Linked DNA regions of Mus musculus: region 2 is linked to region 1. Evidence: chromatin contacts called from public HiCAR-type data. All regions are on one chromosome and are shown on one strand. The core of a region is the stretch at or near the end of the contact, and the rest is flanking DNA. Distances in the headings are between cores, read along the strand shown. Region 1 overlaps Rps15a (ribosomal protein S15A). Region 2 has its middle 18 kb from the start of Gm23229.

Evidence for each region. HiCAR-type assays count read pairs that join an accessible place to other places.
Region 2: a contact with region 1 is called in a HiCAR-type map of embryonic stem cells, with 4 times the contacts expected there. The contact joins two enhancer-like sites. A contact is called at or near these places in 5 of 39 promoter capture datasets (the C10 cell line, the HPC-7 cell line, embryonic stem cells and 1 more), 2 of 15 datasets of contacts at CTCF or cohesin (embryonic stem cells and large pre-B cells), 30 of 484 Hi-C or Micro-C datasets (B cells, the Ba/F3 cell line, CD8 T cells and 12 more), 24 of 115 datasets of contacts at active chromatin or transcription factors (the 230-238 cell line, the HPC-7 cell line, the SCID.adh cell line and 9 more) and 4 of 9 other capture datasets (adipose tissue, embryonic stem cells, liver and 1 more).

What each region holds. Positions count from the first base shown.
Region 1 is chr7:118,101,280-118,104,709 of GRCm38.p6, reverse strand. Rps15a (ribosomal protein S15A) reads left to right here. Exons shown (of 5, transcript NM_170669.2): 5 at 1-336. Among named protein-coding and RNA genes, the nearest start is that of Rps15a, 13 kb to the left of the region's middle. Within about 2 kb of position 1,414, at least 107 of the 459 cell types and tissues checked have an H3K27ac peak or open chromatin away from gene starts, as enhancers often do. A contact at or near this core is called in the G1E-ER4 cell line, the SCID.adh cell line, bone marrow-derived macrophages and 1 more, where this site is marked.
Region 2 is chr7:118,296,293-118,299,718 of GRCm38.p6, reverse strand. No RefSeq gene overlaps it. Among named protein-coding and RNA genes, the nearest start is that of Gm23229, 18 kb to the right of the region's middle. Within about 2 kb of position 1,873, at least 41 of the 459 cell types and tissues checked have an H3K27ac peak or open chromatin away from gene starts, as enhancers often do. A contact at or near this core is called in the G1E-ER4 cell line, the SCID.adh cell line, bone marrow-derived macrophages and 1 more, where this site is marked.

The sequences.
Region 1 (3,430 bases), core at 165-2,664:
TTGCTGCTCCTGAGTGGATTCAGGTTCGGTCCCCAGCACCTCCGTCGGGCTGCTCACACTAGCCTATGACTTGGGCTCCGGGGAGTCTGACACCCTCCTCTGGCCTTCAAGTGTGCTTGTACACGCCTGGGGGTGGGGTGGGGGGAGATGGAGTAATGAAATGAAATTTCTGATTTTTTAAGTCTTTGAAAGTAAAATACAATTATGTTGGCCTCTCTCCCTGTCCTTTTCATTCAACCTCTCCTATGTGCTCTCCTCTTACTCAATTTCTCGAATTTATGGCCTCTCTTTGTGCGAACATGTGTGTGTGAATAAAATAAAGCATTTTTTTTAAAACCTCTTGTCTGAATGGCTTCTGAATTGGTGACCTTTTGAATAAGCTTGCCTGGTTTCTACCTGATCACACTATGGTGTGGTGAGCAGCTGGACTTGCAACAAACAAAACATTGGTTTCTTGCTCCTTCAAGACTGCTGGGCACTGGCCATGTCACACCTCTGGGTCTGTCACCTTGCCTGACTGCTGCTTAAAGCCACTCAGCACACACACACTCCCAGCTGTGCACACAGTCGAAGGAGGCTGACCCTTGTACGCAGCAATTTTCATTTGGGACAGGTTGCTAGAAACCTTGATAATCTCAGAGTGTCACTGCCTGGGCTCTTCTAAGCTGTCCTGGCCTAGTATTCTCCAAGGTCAATTTCTTCAGCAATTTCTTTGTTCTGAAGGTTTCCTAATTAGCTTCTTACAGCTGTCTTTCTTGCTTAAGTAATAGTCTTAACTGTGGGTGTGTGGGGAAGCCTTGTGTATGGTTGAACCTTCTGGCATAGGCTATAGTTGCACAGTGTGAAGTCTGGAGAGAGGAGAGGGGAAGCCCTGGGTGTGTGATGAATGGGGATGCAAACTCGCACGTGGAGACTCATGGTGGCTCCCTCCTGTCTCCATGGATAACCAGATATGTACACTGCTCACTTACTCCAAGATCTGCATATCTGAACTAGCCCAATCCTTTCATCCTTTCAAAACTGATTTCAAAACCACGCCCAAGACAACTTCCACCTGGTGCCACATGGCATGGGCAAGGTATAGCACTTCTGAGACCATTCCTAAGAGGACCCCAGACACCCAGAGACTGGGCACCACTAGGATGACCAAGTGGTAGAGAGATGGAAGAGAAAGAAACAGAAGAATGTGCACAATGAAGAGAGGCAGAACTAGAGAATCAAGGAGCCTGATTTGAGTACCACCTAAGGCCGTAGTGAGGTCCTGGTCTTTAGGTCCTTTGTTACCACCAAAGGCTAGTCAGATGTCCCTGGTCTGGGCTGCTGCCCTGTCATTGTATGAGGATTGTGCAGAGCTGGCCCCATCCCTTGCCTCCCAGCCCTAGGAGAGCTAGCCATGAAGGTGGAGAGTAGGAGAGCTCACCCTATCCACCCCTAGCCGGCTGCAGGTCCTACACCTCACCTAGGAAGCACAGTAGAGCTGGCCCTGGTAGTGGGAGTTGTTGGTAAACTGGCCCCAAGGGTGTGAGCATGGCAGAGCTGGCCCTGCCACTTATCTGTTGTGTGGTGGCATAGGTGAGGGGAAACATGCTCCCTCCCCCACTCTTTACCACCTGTAGCAAGTGGCAGAGCCGCCCAAGGGCATGAGAGTGGGAGAACTGGCTCTGCCCTTAACAGTTGCAGTGCAGGAGAGCTTTCCCTGGTGCTGTGGGTGTGGGAGAGCTGGCAGGTGAGCAGCTCAGATACCATCCAGGCCCAGATCCAGGGCTTTGAGTTGGCACACCCCAATATCAACTCCATCTGTGGACTGCTGGAGAGCATGAAGGGGCAAGTCCTACACATCTAAAGCTACAGGATCTCCACGACACAGGGTGACAGTAGGGTGTCCAAGGGGAGTCCTAGTAAGTTTCCAGTATTGATAGTGTAGCAGAAGCCAGAGGCCTTGAACTAGACAAATGACTCATTGCAATGAACATTTGCAAGCAAAGGAGTATGGACAAAAGGGTGTACTGTGGGACATGCACACTGCAGCTTCCACACCAGGTTTTTTTTTTTTTTTGGTGGGAGGTTGCAAGGGTGAAGGACAGTACGAGAGAACAAGGAGATGGGTGGGGTTGGGTTGCATGTATGAAATTCATGAAGAATCAATAAAAAGTTAAATAAAATTAAAACCAGTTATCAATCCATCATGAGTCTTGTTAAATTCTCTCCAGGCTCCCATGAGTGCTTCAAGCATCCTCTCTGCAGTTTCATGGAGTTTCCACTAGGTGACAGCACAGGACCACAAGTATCTTGAAACAGTTTGCTGCCATTAACCTATGTCTGGACTGGAAACCTTGTTGAGATGAGGCAAATTATTCATGGCCACAGAAAGAAGGTTCAGAAGGAGGGAGGATGTGTATCGTTGGCATTGGCCTTCAGGTCAAGGAGAGTTTGTCGTAGCTACTTTTCTACTGCTGCGACAACATTCTAAGACCAAGAGAACTTAATTGTGCCAGGCGTGGTAGCACACGCCTTTAATCCCAGCACTTGGGAGGCAGAGGCAGGCGGATTTCTGAGTTCGAGGCCAGCCTGGTCTACAAAGTGAGTTCCAGGACAGCCAGAGCTATACATAGAAACCCTGTCTTGAAAAACAAACAAACAAACAAACGGAGAGAACTTAATTGTGACTTGCTTACAGTTTCAGATGGTGGGCTCATGACATCATGTCAGGGAACATGATAGCAGGTATGAATGAATGATGCTAGAGCAGGAGGAAGGGAGGGAGGGGGAGACTGAGTGTGAGGACGAACTGGGCTTTTGAAAACCCCAAGCCAGATCCTAGTGACATACCTCCTTCAACAAGGCTATACCTACTAATCTTTCCTAAACAGTTCCTCCAACTGGGGGTCAAACATTAAACATTCAACTATATGACCCTCTGGGGTCCATTCTCATTCAAACCACCACCACAAGATTGTTCTGAGGACTGGGGGGATAGGTTGTGCCCAACAACCCATTCACCCATCCATCTACCTACCTATTCACTACCCACCCATTCACCTACCTACCCACCCATTCTCACACATACACACACACACACACACACACACACACACAGAGAGAGAGAGAGAGAGAGAGAGAGAGAGAGAGAGAGAGAGAGAGAGAGAGAGAGAGAGAGCACATACTAATACATGTCATACCAGACACAGAGCATAGCTCATCTCCTTCCCTCCCGTCCTTTGGAGCATCTGGCTATATGGTACAACAATTGCAATTCTCCTTCTTCAGACTACCATTAGATTACCATAACTGGCATTATTGGTGTGTGCCAGCATATCCAGTTCCAACACTGCTTTTATTGAATGTACAGCTTTCTTTGGTTCATTTGTGTTTTTGAGACAAGGCCTCACCCTGTTGGTAAGACTGGCCTGGAACTTGTCACTCTCTTGCT
Region 2 (3,426 bases), core at 624-3,123, 190 kb before region 1:
CCCAGGGATCAGGAGGCGGCCAGGTCGGAGCTCAAGGTTATCCACAACTACGTAGTAAGTTTGAGGTCATCCTGGGCTACCTGAAACAGCTCAAATAGCAGCGCGCGCGCGTGCGCGCGTGTGTGTGTGTACATAACACAGTTGATTTAGATACCCCTTCTTCCTCCCTGAAGTGCCGCATGCTGAGGCAAACTTTTAACTCCAACTCGGAAGTGGTGGCTTACACCTGTAATCCTAGTGCTCTGGCTGAGGCAGGCAGGATCCCCTCCTTTTCTTCTTTATAAAATGCTTTCTTTTCATTTTATGTGCATTGGTATTCTGCCTGCACGTGTGTCTGTGTGAGGGTGTGAGATCTCCTGGAATTAGAAATACAGACGCTTGTGAACTGCCATGTGGGTGCTGAATTGAACCTGGGTCCCCTGAAGATCAGCCAGTGCCGGTGCTCTTAACCTCTGAACCACCTCTCCAGCCTCCCTTTCTTTTTCTTTTTCTTTTTCTTTTCTTTTTTTTAAATTACATTAGCCTTAGCTATCTGTTAGTTGCATTTGGGGGTAATTCACCTTTTCCTCTGCTGTGGTTGCCTGCGCACAGTGTGGCAGTCTCAAGCTTACCTCAGCCCTGTTTCTTGAAGTAGTTCTAAAATGGCAATTGTCCTTTTTTGTTTTTTAAGATTTATTTATTTATTTATTTATTTTATGTATGTGAGCACACTGTAGCTGTACAGATGGTTGTGAGCCTTCATGTGGTTGTTGGGAATTGAATTTTTAGGACCTCTGCTCACTCCAGTCAACTCTGCTCGCCCAAAGATTTATTATTATATGTAAGTACACTGTAGCTGTCTTCAGACACAGCAGAAGAGGGCGTCAGATCTCATCACGGGTGGTTGTGAGCCACCATGTGGTTGCTGCCCCCCTTTCTTGTTCTTTATCCAAGCAGCCAGCCTGGACACGGTTCCTTTTTTTCTTTCTGTCTTTTTGTTTTGTTTTGTTTTGTTTTGTTTTGTTTTGTTTTTCAAGACAGGGTGTCTCTGTATAGCCCTGGCTGTCCTGGAACTCACTCTGTAGACCAGGCTGGCCTCGAACACAGAAATCCACCTGCCTCTGCCTCCCAAGTGAATTTGGGATTAATGCTGGGATTAAAGGCGTGTGCCACCACTGCCCAGCTTTCTTTCTGGTTTTTTGTTTGTTTGTTTGTTTGTTTGTTTTCCTTCCTTTCATCCCTTTTTTCTTCCATCCTTTCTTTCTTTCCCTCCCTCCCTCTTTCTTTCTTCCTTTCTTTCTTTCTTTCTTTCTTTCTTTCTTTCTTTCTTTCTTGAGACAGGATCTGTCTTTATAGCCTAGACTTGTCTTGAACTCGTGGTCTTTCTTGAGACTGGGGATGTAGCTCAGGTTTTACAGTGCTTGCCTAGCACGCACAAAGCCCTTGTTTCCAACCGGGCCACCCTATGTGTGTGTGTGTGTGTGTGTGTGTGTGTGTACGTGCGCATCGGTCATTTCATCACTGAAGAGGTGAAGATCAGAAGATCGGAGATCAGAACTTCAAGGTCATCCCTCGGATATTTAGAAACTAATAGCTGGGAGATGGTGTCGAGCTCCTTTAATTGCAGCACTTGGGAAGGAGAGGCAGGCAAATCACTGTGAGTTTGAGGCCAGCCTGAAAGAAAGAAAGGAAGGAAGGAAGAAAGAAAGAAAGAAAGAAAGAAAGAAAGAAAGAAAGAAAGAAAGAAAGAAAGAAAGAAAGAAAGAAAGAAAGAAAGAAAGAAAGAAAGAAAAAGTGTGTGTGTTGTCGGGAGCTGGGGGCTTAGTTTGCAGATGGCTTCCTGCATAACTGAAGGCCGGTCTCTCTTGGAAGAGAGCTGTTGCCCGACCTTCCACATATGGCCACTAGAGGACGCGCCGTAGCAGCCGAAGTCGCGAAGGACTTGGATGCTCCCCAGGAAGCATCCTGGGAAAACAAAGCGGTCTTATTTTCAAAAGGCTGAAGAGGCCCCTACAGAGCGCCCACACTTCGTCTCCTCATAAGTAAACAAACTTAATTACAATTTAATTTATTCTGAGTTGTATCAACAATTAAAAAGAAATTACCCTCCCGCTCTATTTTCTTTCTCTTTATTTAAAATAGGTTCCTCCTAACTTGAGCGATTTAATGTGGGGAAACAATTGGATTTTAATGACCTTCTCCTCGGAGCTCTGCCTAGTAGGTGGGTCCTGCCTCTTCCACCTGGCTTTGGTTTACATCTCCCAACATCTTAATATGTCATTTTTGCCTGATGATAGTTAGCCGACTTCCACAGACACGGACAGAAACACGTCCCTCTCCAGCCTCCACAGTTCACTGGTTCAAGCACAAAAGCTACAAAACAGCCCATTTCTGCCCCACCCTTCCCCACTTCTTGTTTGCCTCTCTGCATCCCTGTGGTCCACCATCTGCAAGCCTTTTGGAAGTGACTGTTATGTAAGGAAGGGAATAGAAATAATTAACACTTGATTCAACCGTAGCCTGTGCTTTCTAAGCCACTTTGGGGGAGATGATGCACGAGGTAAACAAAAACCTACGCTGTTCACAATCACCAAAGAGTAGGGTCAGCTCAAATGTCTGCCGAAGACTGCAATGAATAAACAGTGGGAGGCCTGTCTGTGTGCGCGTGCGCATGTGCGTGTCTGTGACCCTGACAGCTCAGAGGTAGGCCCCAGGCACACCTATGAGAGCCTCTGGGAATTGTCTGTGGGAACTGTCCTAAGTTGGCTGATGAGGACACTTCTTGATTGTGATGGAGACCATTCCCTGAGTGGAGATCCTGGACTGTATAAAATAGAGCAAGCCAAGCGCAAGCGTGCGAGCACTAGATCCATGCCTTCTGCTTCTGACTGTGGCTATAAAGAACCAGCTGCTTCAGGCTCCTGACACCTTTCGTCCCCAAAATGATGGATCAGCCGTGGGCGGGAAACTTTTCTCCTTTCAGGTGTTTTTGTAGGAGTTATCAGAGCTACACAAAACAAAGCTAAGACAGGGGAATACTGTTTCACTGAAAAAAAAAGAATATAAAGTGGGGACTGGAGAGATGGCTCAAAGGTTAAGAGCACTGACTATTCTTCCAGAGGTCCTGAGTTCAATTCCCAGCAACCACATGGTAGCTCACAACCATCTAAAATAGGATCCAATGTCCTCTTCTGGTGTGTCTGAAGACAGCAATGGTGTACCCATACACTGTGTGTGTGTGTGTGTGTGTGTGTGTGTGTGTGTGTGTGTGTGTGTGTGTGTGTCTGATATATGCTGCAGAAGAAAAAAAAAAAAAACCAGCCATGAGAGGCTCACCTCATAGTCCTCATTCCGGTAAGATGTCCAGAAGAGGCACCCACAGAAACAAAAGGGACATTAATGGTTTCCTGGGCCTGAGCACAGGGGTAATGGAAAGGGACTGCTTCC